3 separate regions of the Mus musculus genome follow, and all the other regions are linked to region 1. Evidence: chromatin contacts called from public HiChIP or PLAC-seq data. All regions are on one chromosome and are shown on one strand. The core of a region is the stretch at or near the end of the contact, and the rest is flanking DNA. Distances in the headings are between cores, read along the strand shown. Region 1 holds the start of Cpn1 (carboxypeptidase N, polypeptide 1). Region 2 holds the start of Scd4 (stearoyl-coenzyme A desaturase 4). Region 3 holds the start of Got1 (glutamic-oxaloacetic transaminase 1, soluble).

Region 1 (3,765 bases), core at 751-3,250:
AGAACAGCCAGTGCTCTCTTAACTGCTGAGCCATCTCCACTGCCCCATCAAAAGTTCTAGTCGGCGATGGGTAAATATTTGAAGAATGAAGGAATGTAAGGAGCAAATGAAAGACCTGCTAACTCAGGGGAAAGGAGGGGTCTGAGAGCCTGCCCTGTCTGCCACAGCCTCAAGGAAGACCCTGAGTGCTGGAAGTATACAGGGGCACCAAGAAGAGGTGTGGACTAAAGAGTCTAACCTCACAAAGTCCATCAACAGCCTTAAGCTTCCACAGAGCGCATGCAAGCTGAAAAAAAAGCAGGTACTTGCGGTGCAAGGCTCTATCTAACCCCAGGGGAACTACAGGGCTCTTCTTGAGCCTTCTCTATAAAATTTGGAAGCTCTCATGGTCAATCCCCATTGGACCTTTAAAGCAAGAGAGCAAGAAGACCATATTAGTAGCGAGAGAAATGATTTTGGCCTCTCCTGGGCAAGTTGGGACTAGGTGGGTTTAGACAGTGGCAACTTTAGCATGGGAGCTTCCGTGCATTGATTTAAGGCGGAGTATAATGGGAAATGGAGTGGAGTTGGGATACGGGAGGGAAAGAGATTTGCTGTTGACCCTCTGAAATAAGTCATGTGACTTAACTGAGATGTCACCATTGTAAACAAAACAACAAGAGTGTCAGTGTTCATCGAAATGTAAACAGCTAACGAAAACAAGGGACTAGCACACTACACAACCAAGAATGGTGCCGTCAAGCTGTGTTGACGACACAGATGAAGAACTGAGAAAAGCGGGGGACATTTTCCCATTTTGTATTTGAGATGTAGGATTGCATCATGTGTCTGAGAAGAGAGATGCCAGTCTATGTAAATACTAGGTATCAGTGAGTGCTGGGGTCCCTCTTCGTTTTCTTAGTTTTGCCTCTTCTGGTTTCTAGTTTGTTTGTTTGTTTGTTTCAGCTGGTGAGTTGCTTTTGGCTTTTTTTGTTTGTTTGTTTTCTTTTTTAAATGTTTCCAGGCTGGTCATGAACTAATTTTTGAAGCAAACACAGATTGCTTTGATAACAGAAGCAGACTAACAATAAAGCAGCAAGCTAATATCCCAACCCCCAAAATCTCTCTAGCACATCATGCTGGATCAATATGGTTCCTGGAAAGGACGCACCTGATCTCCCAGGAGAACTAGGAGGACAACCATTTCTGCCCTGATCCCAAGTCTTTGGGTCTTGGTAGAGGGAGTGAGAGAAAAAGATGGGGGGGGGGCGGGGGGGGGAGGAGGAGAGGGGGCCGGGAACAGGAGGAAGACGGGCTTTACCCATGGAGTTCTGAGCAAACAGAACTCAGAAAAGAGGAATGTGTTGGAGCCTGAACTGGGGTCGCAGCTCCCCGGGGCCTAGGGGAGCTTGAGAACCAAGTGGGGCCACCTGCCTTCTTCTTGGGTGGAGGAAGAGGTAAATACATTGTACATGGAGTTCTCCACTGGGGCAGTGAACACTCTATCTGGATTTGTAGAGGAAGGGAGTTCTTTGCCCAACACGCCCCCAAAACACTCAAGACTTACAGGGTTCATGGATCCCAGGGTAGTCGCTAAACTCCAGCACGTAGAGGTACCTCCCCTTCACACTGCGCCCGATGTTGTAGAGCCGCGTGATGTCCGGGCATTGGTTGTGCACCTTGTACAGCGTCCGCACGAGGTCGTCGTAGCGGTGGTGACGAAAGGTCACCGGGGTAACAAACTTGGAGAGGAGGAGGAGGGGCAGGAAGGCTGAGGGCAGGTCTGGCATCTCGCGGAGCTTCTAAGGGGCTCTGAAATGTGCCCTCCCGCTCTCTAAGCAATCCTTTGCCAGTCTGGATCCAGAGCACAGAGTAACCAGCCTTGCACTCGCCGCACCTGCAGGAGACTGGGGACCCGCCTCTGCTATGCTGGGAATTATTCCTGTGGCCCCAGGATAGCCACAATACCCTCCGGGCTCATTTCTCTTCCTCCTCCTAAATCTGGAAGCCCTTTTGGAAGGATTCGGCGCATCCCCACTTTGAGAGGCTCATTGATTCTGGCTTACTGATTAACTGGACGGTAAACAGGCCTCAAGAAACAGCTGCTTCTAACCCTTTGATTCCCAGGGGCTTTTAAGAGAGTTGGCATGTGCTAGTTACAACTTACAAAGGATCTGCCCCGCTCCCTTTAACCCGTCCCCACCTCGTTCTGAAGCACGACTCTGTCTTGTCTTCCTGGCTCAAAGATCTTAATGGTAAAGCAAACAAATTGAGGAAATGAGGCACCTGCTCGGAGCAAACAATTAGAAATCTCATAGTTGATAATGTATCTGTCAATGATAAATACTTTGTAACAAATGGTAGGAAGATGATCCTATTTCAGCACCGGCATAAGAAAATGGGTTTCTGAGTAGCACTCCGCTAGCTCAGGAAATTAGAATGAGATTCTGCAGTTGTGACTGTAGAAATGTTTTAGTTTCTGCAGAGCAGAGCCTACAGAGCAGGAGAAAATGCCTGCCAGGTATGGATCCAATAGAGAATTAGTACCCAGAATTTAAAGAGCTCGAAAAATTAAATCCCAGGTGGAATGCACTGGCACCCAATTATAATTCTAGCACAAAGAGGCTGGAGGATTGTTGTAAGTTTGAAGCCAGCCTGGTCTTCCAGGCCAGCCAGGGCTAACTGATTATACCTTGTCTCAAAACACAAACAAACAAACAAACAAACAAACAAACAAAACTAAATAGGAGCTAGAGAGACGGTTTCGCAGTTTAAAAGCAAAGGCTGCTTTCCAGAGGACCCAGTTCTACACTCACATGGCAGCTTCACAACTGCCTGTAACTCCAGTTCCAGGGGACCTGACAGCCCCCTCTGGCCTCCACAGGCACCAATCACACACACGATAAACAGGCAAGCATGGGCCCAAAATACCTGTACCCATTGCATTTAAACAACAGCAACAGCAAAACAAAGCAAAAGATCAAACAATCCAACCAACGAGTAAAGGAGCCGAATCGCTGCCTTTTAAATCCAGATGGATAACATCTTTAATAGTCAGGAAAATACAAATGAAAACAAGATTGGAAGTCAGTCTCACACCAGCCAGAATGACTAACGTCAGCAAATGCTGGTGATGACACAGAGAAATGTAAATTAATCCCCAGCCTTTATGGACGCAAGGACGTGTTGTTGCTGTTTTAATTAAAAATAGGACTGCCATATGACCCAGATATCACACTCTTAGATGTATTCCCAAAGAGTTTCAGCACAGCTCAGTGAAACCTTTATATCTAAGTTTGTGGCTCTGTTCACCATAGGCATGTCCTGGAGTTAGCCTAGGCTCTCAGCAATGGGTGGGTGGATAAAATGTGATATACATACACACAGTGGAATATTATTCAGTCATAAAGAATAAAACATTGTTGCTTTTAAGAAAGGAATGGAACTGGAAAGGATGCAATGCTTAAGTGAGAAAGTCATATATATAATATACATATATATGTATATCTATATATACACACACAAACACATACACTAGAAACTAGCTGGAGTTGAGAGATAGGTGAGTGTGGCCAGTGGGCAGTTAAATACAATATGGTATGTATGAAAGTTTCATACAGCTCCCCCATTGCTTCATACAATAATTACACACTAGTAAAAATAGTCAAAAATTTGGATTCGACATTTTACCAAGGTACAAATGGTCAGCTCTTCAAAATGCTCAGTATTAGTTATTAAAATCCATGTTAAGACCAAGTGAGATACCACTTCATCTGCCTTAGCATG
Region 2 (3,593 bases), core at 196-2,695, 350 kb after region 1:
TGGGGGGGAAGTGTACAGGGGAGATGTCTATCTCAGGAGACCCTAGTGAATGCAAATCCCTGCAGTTTGAGCTTCCTCATCCTGCTGTGAATCTACTGAAGACGGCCTGTGAAGTCATTTTGTCTTGGGACTCTAGGCCAGCATCGCTTTCCGAGCAGGGTTTGAGCCTGGGCTCTGGCATCTTGCCTACTATGATCAGTTTCTAGCTCTGTGAGTCACTGGCTCCTGGGACCACAGACAAATTATCTGAGCTCTCTATATCTCAACTTCCTTCTCCTTAAAAACCACAGGTCATGGGTCACGGGGAGACTTTTTAAAAAGTTAGTATTAGCTTTTTTTTTTTTTTTTTAAAGTCATTCCATACCAGCTCAGTCTTCTTATTTCACAGGCAAACCTTTGCACCTCTGCTGCCTGTAAACGCCTGTCTGAGGTTCCCACTTTTTCCTTATAGAAGACTCCCAATTCCCAACCTGATGGGAGAATCTTCAGACCTCCCTGCCTGCAGCAGATGTTCCGGGGGCAGGAACATAGGGAAGTAATTAAATGCTAATGTCTGGAGGTGGTTATCCCCTGTGAAACGAGTCCTATGACTGAGCGTGGGCTCAGACACTCAGCCCTGTGCGTGTGACTGTGTGTGTGAGCTGGTCAGAGCATTCTGCGATTCTGCTGAACATCCTGGGCAGGTGGGTGGGGAAGAGCCGCCACTGGCTTGAGATGCTAAGTAAGAAGGCGGGCTATGCACCTGCTCTTGTCTCGAGATCTGGGGGTGGAGGCCAGTCCACCCCCCCTTACCCCCACCACACCTGATGAGTGGAAAGAGAAGGTGGAATTGTGGTGGACACTGATGAGCTGTCCCCACTGTGCAACTGCCCCAGTGTGACACATTTGCCAAGCACCTGTGTTAGTCCTGGGCTTGAACTTGACTCTCACCCCCCAGATTCACTCTTTTCCCACTTTGTGGACATTTTCTACCCTCTATGAAGCTTGAGAACTGGACCCCAGATTCCTCCAGTCATGATGCTGGCAGAGACCCAGGGTCCACAGAGATGAAACCGAGGAGGTTGGCACAGAGGGCTGTCTGCCAGCGAGATAGCAGATTTCTGGATGCCAGAGCCAGGAAGACAAGAGAGTAACAAATTCCTCTGCTCAGAGCTTGCCAGAGTGCTGAGAATACTCCATCTGTCTAGGAATGGGGACAAAGGTGGCTCTCTCTTAGTGTGTGCAGCATCCCATAGCCTTGCCTTAGGTGAATGTGGGCTTTGCTGGCTGTCCTCCCCTCTCTCGCCTTCAGTCTTTATCTCCTCATGGGGCTGCCTTGACTAGCCAGCTCTGAATTCTTTATCCCTTGTTGGCAGTCATGAAGCACATCTGAACAAATACCAGACACAGTCACCAAGTGCCAGCTCTACATACCCTTTAAATCCTGTGCCTGGAAACAACAACACACAGCAGAACTGACTGGTGACACCTGCACAGTTAGCCGGGCATCAACGCAGTACACACAGCGCACAGTGGGCTCTGGACTCAACGCTTCACCGATCCTCAGTCGCTGCAGACCTGGACCTTGCTCTCTCTGCCTTCACAAGAGGATCTAGGCTTCCAAGGAGCAAGATGACGGCCCACTTGCCACAAGAGGTCAGCTTTTCATCAATGACCCCCTCCCTCTAGCACAGGATCTTTGGTACCAGGTGGGACTGTGCTGACTGGAGAGAGGCCAGAGCTGAGAGCTACAGAGACATCTCAGATATCTTATTAGATTTGTATGACCTTCAAGTGAGGGATGTGGCAGTCATGTTGCCAGTTGACTTTAAAGGAAAGAAAGCTCCCGTCCAGCCAATACCTTTCTGCATGCACATGCATTTTCCTTTGTATGTTGCTTGAGGTATGAATGTTTGATCCCCGTCCCTGCCCCTTCACTGTGAGGTTTGATTGTCAACACATTCTAGGTAGTTTCTGGGAAGTTTTCTCTGCTTCATCTAGCACATCTGTACTCTGTCTTCCTATGATCAGGGCACTGGGGTTTCTGCCTCTACTGCCTTGGCTGTATTACAGGAGGACCCCCCCCTTGCTGTCCTATGTATCTGCTTTTGACTTTCACTTCCTCCCGTTGAAGATCTCCAGCAGGTGTAGCACTACCAACATCATGGAACCCCACTCCCGGAGACAGCAGGATGGAGAAGAGAAGATGCCCCTCCAGGCAGAAGATATCCGGCCTGAAATAAAAGATGATCTGTATGACCCCAGCTACCAGGATGAGGAGGGACCCCCGCCCAAGCTGGAGTACGTCTGGAGGAACATCATCTTCATGGCCCTGCTGCACGTGGGAGCCCTGTACGGGATCACACTGGTTCCCTCCTGCAAGGTCTACACCTGGCTCTTGGGTAATCTCCAAACCCTCCGCCCTGGGCCAGCACCCCATGTCTCCCCCGCCCCCAACTCTTTAATAAGGTAGACTCTGATTCTGAAAAGTAGCCGCTCTCTGTCCAGATTTTTCAAGTTTTCTCTCCACTTTCTGAGATACTGATAACTAGACGGGGAACAGAGCCTCGTGGGATTGGGGTACAAGAGTGTCAGATCTGGGGGGTTCTTTAGCTTGGATGCTAAAGTCTATAAAAGGTGGAGGGATAACTGTATGACAAAGGATTGACAGTCTCCTAAAGAGCTTTTCCGTCCAAAAAGCTTTCTGACTTAGCATTGCCTGCCACAGGAAAACTAGAGCCCTTGCTGAGAGGCATGGGGGCTTAATGAGGGGGTATTTGCTTAGTCGGGAGACAGAGTAAAGTAAGACTATCCAGAGGGGATCGCTGGAGAAGAAGGAATAAAATGGGATTACCAACAAAAAATATTTGTATGTGATTCTGACCAGGACAGGCTTGTTTGCCCCAGAGAAAGATGAGGCAGGTTCCCACACGGTCCAAGTACACTGGTGTAGAGTTCTGCTGCTCCAGGTCCGTCCTGTCAGTTAGCAAGATGTTCTTAAAATGACAAAAATAGAGGGGGAGGGGGGTTTCAGAATTGGGTGACATTCCATTCATTCCCTGGCCAGCCAGTTCCTGCTCTTGTCTCTGGATACCATGTAGGACAAAGGGCCCAGAACCTTCTGCTCTTTCCTCTCTACCTCCACCTCCCCTTGCCCAAAATAGCCAGGCTCAGAGACTGAGAAACCCTGGCCTTCAGACTGTTGTAACAAGAAAGAAGGTTGCCACTGTGTCTCTTCCCTAGCTCAGCAACTTGGGGATCTGTGCGTATGTGCTGATGCAGGGCTGGCCCCTGGACCCACATGTGTGCTTTCAGGTAGATTCGCCTCTGACTCCCAATTCTTAAATCAGGGAGAGAGGAGCAGGCCAGGGCCCCTTGCTACCTTCTGAGGAACGATGAGCCAGAGATCACTCTCTGGAAGGCAGAAGACTTTCTGGTAGCTGCCTCTAGAAGGTAGTGATGTAGAAGTTGGCTGCTGGTGTTGGCCACCCCTGCCCTCCGTCTCTTAGTACCTGCAGCAGGTGAGCTCTGCATTACCTTAAAAGTTCTGTAGGTGCCAGGGAAAATACAACTGAGGAAAAACTCTTTTTTTTTTCTTTCAGGACTACAGTTTT
Region 3 (3,485 bases), core at 465-2,964, 460 kb before region 1:
CAGACAGACAGACAGACTAGGGCTATTTTGCACATCCTCTCTAAGAACCTAGATGAAAGAGAGCGAGAGAGAGAGAGAGAAAGAGAGAGAGAGAGACAGAGACAGAGAGACAGAGACACTAGGGCTATATTTGCACATCCTCTCTAAGAACCTAGATGAAAGAGAGCGAGCGAGCGAGCGAGCGAGAGAGAGAGAGACAGAGACAGAGAGACAGAGAGACAGAGACACTAGGGCTATATTTGCACATCCTCTCTAAGAACCTAGATGAAAGAGAGCGAGCGAGCGAGAGAGAGAGAGAGAGAGAGACAGAGAGACAGAGAGACAGAGACACTAGGGCTATATTTGCACATCCTCTCTAAGAACCTAGATGAAAGAGAGCGAGAGAGAGAGAGAGAGACAGAGACAGAGAGACAGAGACACTAGGGCTATATTTGCACATCCTCTCTAAGAACCTAGATGAAAGAGAGCGAGCGAGCGAGCGAGCGAGAGAGAGAGAGACAGAGACAGAGAGACAGAGACACTAGGGCTATATTTGCACATCCTCTCTAAGAACCTAGATGAAAGAGAGCCAGCGAGCGAGAGAGAGACAGAGACAGAGAGACAGAGACACTAGGGCTATATTTGCACATCCTCTCTAAGAACCTAGATTCTGAATCCCCTTAACGTCACCCTCTGCTTCAAAACAACTCCATTTCTTCTTTCTAACCTTCTAGCGCTTTCAGTTCCGGTTGGTTCCCTGCTGAGAGCATCAGTCTGCTCACTCTTCTCTCCTCGGCTGGCCTCTGCACGTGGCCAAATGCACACCAAGCTCTGTAGAGCTTCAAACATCCAAACAGTGATGACGAAGTCGCCGGAGGCTCGAGTTAAAGGGCTTTAGAAACTACAACACAAACGACCTTGGCAGAAGGCTAACTTGGTTCAAGGCAAATGATCAAGAAATGAAGACCCAGATGTGTGTGGCCTGAGATGCATGGGCTTCGCCTCATCTGCTCCACTCTGAGAATAAACCAAACCTACATCTTCCCCATGTGGGTTAACAGGCTTCCTAAGTGGCGTCTGCTACTCGCTCAACCCGGACTACAGCTCCATTAGGCTAACAGCTCTTTCATTCCCAGTTCCAGTTGACCACGAGACGCTAAAGCTACCATACTTCTCTCTCCTTACCATCCCCATCGTTGCTTTAGAACAAGTACTATAAAGAACACTGGGTGGAGAAACAAAAACAACATTTGTGTCCCAGATGTTACACCTGTTCTGCGTGACCTTGAACACCCCCTCTTTCCAAGGACTCTGTATCGCCATCTGCAAAATGGGTAGGTTGGTGATGTCCTCGTGGTCCCAACCTTCTCTCCTCGGGCTCCTCTCAGGGAGACACAAACTAAATCTCAGCTCCTCCTACGCCCACCTCCCCCCAGGCTGCTCGCATTCCAAGGCACTGCATCCTTACCTCCCACGCCGAGGTTAACCTTGCGGGGATCTGGATCATCCCGGAAGTCCGCAGTGAGCTTAAAGACCAGAACCGGAGGAGCTTGCGGAACCTGGGCAAAGACTGATGGAGGCGCCATCGCGACAGAATGTGCCGAGACCTCGAGAACGAGCCGGGAGCAGCTCTGTGCGGTGCGGGGTCCGGTGACTGGAGGAGACTCTCACCTTCGCCGGCGGGCGGGGCAGCCCGCGGCTTCCAATGGTCGAGCCGCGTCCGGAGCTTGGCAACGCGCTTAACCAATCACAACCTTCCGACTAAGAAGGGTTAGGCGGGGCAAGCCTCTACTAGCCAATTCGAGAAGAGGATCTTATCGGAGGCTTGTATGATGCAACCAATGCAATGTACACCGGAGGAGGTGTGGGCAGAGGCTAGGATGATTGGCGTAGCGTGTTCCAATCGCTGAGGCTTTTATTCCTTGGGGTGATGAGGATGGTGCGGGTGGCGGGAGTCCCCAGAGGACAACCTCCTGACCTTCTGGGGCCTGGAGACCTGGGGCGGTGGCCCGCCCGTGGGGAAAGCAGAGAACAGGTCTTTCTGTACCCGCTGAGCAGGTGACTGTCGCCGCCAGGCTCCGGCGGTGCGCACGTTCCTGCGTTGGCCAGGCCCGGCTGACAGCCAAGTGTCTGGCACAGGACTCTAGTGGTCCGCTTGGACACACTGTACCCAATCGTGGGTGACCTTGACTGTCTCCACTCAGTGCTTCCCCAGAAAGAAACCTGGATGTGTTGTCTTCCTTGATCGCTGGCAGGGGAGACCCTGCAGAAAGTAAGGGATGAGCACATACTAGCTTGAGAATTTTAACACCAACCCCCAGCCCCGGTAGATAACCGGGGCCGGGAAAGCCTAGCCCTAAAGGACCTTGAAGGATCTAGCGAAGCCTCTCTCTGCAGCATTCCTCCCACGCGTGCTGTCATCATCGATTGGCACACACCCAAACTGCTGCTTCTTTCTGTCAGGTCAGGCTGCTCCTTCCCCTGAGAGTCTATTTCTGTCCAGATCCTTTCTCCACCTGTTGACCTTGAAGATTTCACATCTGTCAGCCATCCATAAAACCTCTTAACACGCTGTTTGGTTAGACATCTCTCTTTCCTGTACTTGGGCGTTTTGTTGTCGACGTTACAAGTTTAGAAAGCCTCCTGATGAGTAGGAACCTAACTCTGGAGCCAGGCAAGTTAGGTTTAGATGCCGGCTGACTCTGACCTACTTGGGCAGGCCTGTTCCTGCTCTGTAAGATGGAGATAATAGTGTTTTCCTCCAGGTTGTTGTGGGGATTAGGTGAGTTAAGACACATAAAGTGTTTAGTTGCATACAGTAAGTGCTCTCTAAATACTAGCTTTGTTATGGCGCAGGGTCCACACCCCCTCCTAGATGGCATGATGCTTTGCCTGGGATCTGGCAAACCTCCCTCCGTTTCTTCCACTACATATTCACCCAATGCTGGAAGGCGCCAATTCCTTGGTATTTTGCGAGAAAACAGCATCATGGCTTCCTTTGGGTAACATGATAAATCTTCACGAGTTTTCGGTTCAGAGGATAAACAAAAGCCATCGAACTTTGAGCACTACTTGCTAAGCTTTTCTGTCTTTTTCTTTCCAGAAACATCGCCTTGTTTTTGTTTTGTTTTGTTTTTTTAAGGAAACTGCCCAAAGCATTTCATTAATGTTTTCCCCTAAGAGTCACAAGCTAATACGGAAGGTCCATCGGCTGTGCACTTTGAGTACGTCCAAAAATCACAGCCGAAGGGCAACTGGGGAGGGGTGTTCTGCAACCTAGCCTTCCTAGAATTTAATTTAGAAGTGTCGTCTTCACAACGTTAGGCAACAATGTCATGGTCACTCCCTGCGTCATTCCCAGGGAGAAAAGCAACCCTAGGTTACCTAAACACTGTTGGTTTGGCTAAGAACAAATAAATATTTCTCTGTGTGTGTGTGCATGTGCTCGCCTGTGTTCCTGTTCAGTTAGAGTTACGTACACAGCAGCACATATGTGCAGGGGTAAA

What was found. HiChIP or PLAC-seq counts read pairs in DNA pulled down with a chosen protein or histone mark.
Region 2: an HNF4G HiChIP or PLAC-seq map of pancreatic cancer cells shows a contact between it and region 1. The contact joins the promoter of Scd4 here to the promoter of Cpn1 in region 1.
Region 3: a contact with region 1 is called in a FOXA1 HiChIP or PLAC-seq map of pancreatic cancer cells. The contact joins the promoter of Got1 here to the promoter of Cpn1 in region 1.

What each region holds. Positions count from the first base shown.
Region 1 is chr19:43,984,520-43,988,284 of GRCm38.p6, forward strand. It overlaps Cpn1 (carboxypeptidase N, polypeptide 1), which reads right to left and starts at 2,001. Exons shown (of 9, transcript NM_030703.2): 1 at 1,547-2,001. The coding sequence starts at 1,769.
Region 2 is chr19:44,331,881-44,335,473 of GRCm38.p6, forward strand. It overlaps Scd4 (stearoyl-coenzyme A desaturase 4), which reads left to right and starts at 1,446. Exons shown (of 6, transcript NM_183216.3): 1 at 1,446-1,635; 2 at 2,114-2,381. The coding sequence starts at 1,612.
Region 3 is chr19:43,522,891-43,526,375 of GRCm38.p6, forward strand. It overlaps Got1 (glutamic-oxaloacetic transaminase 1, soluble), which reads right to left and starts at 1,715. Exons shown (of 9, transcript NM_010324.2): 1 at 1,448-1,715. The coding sequence starts at 1,565.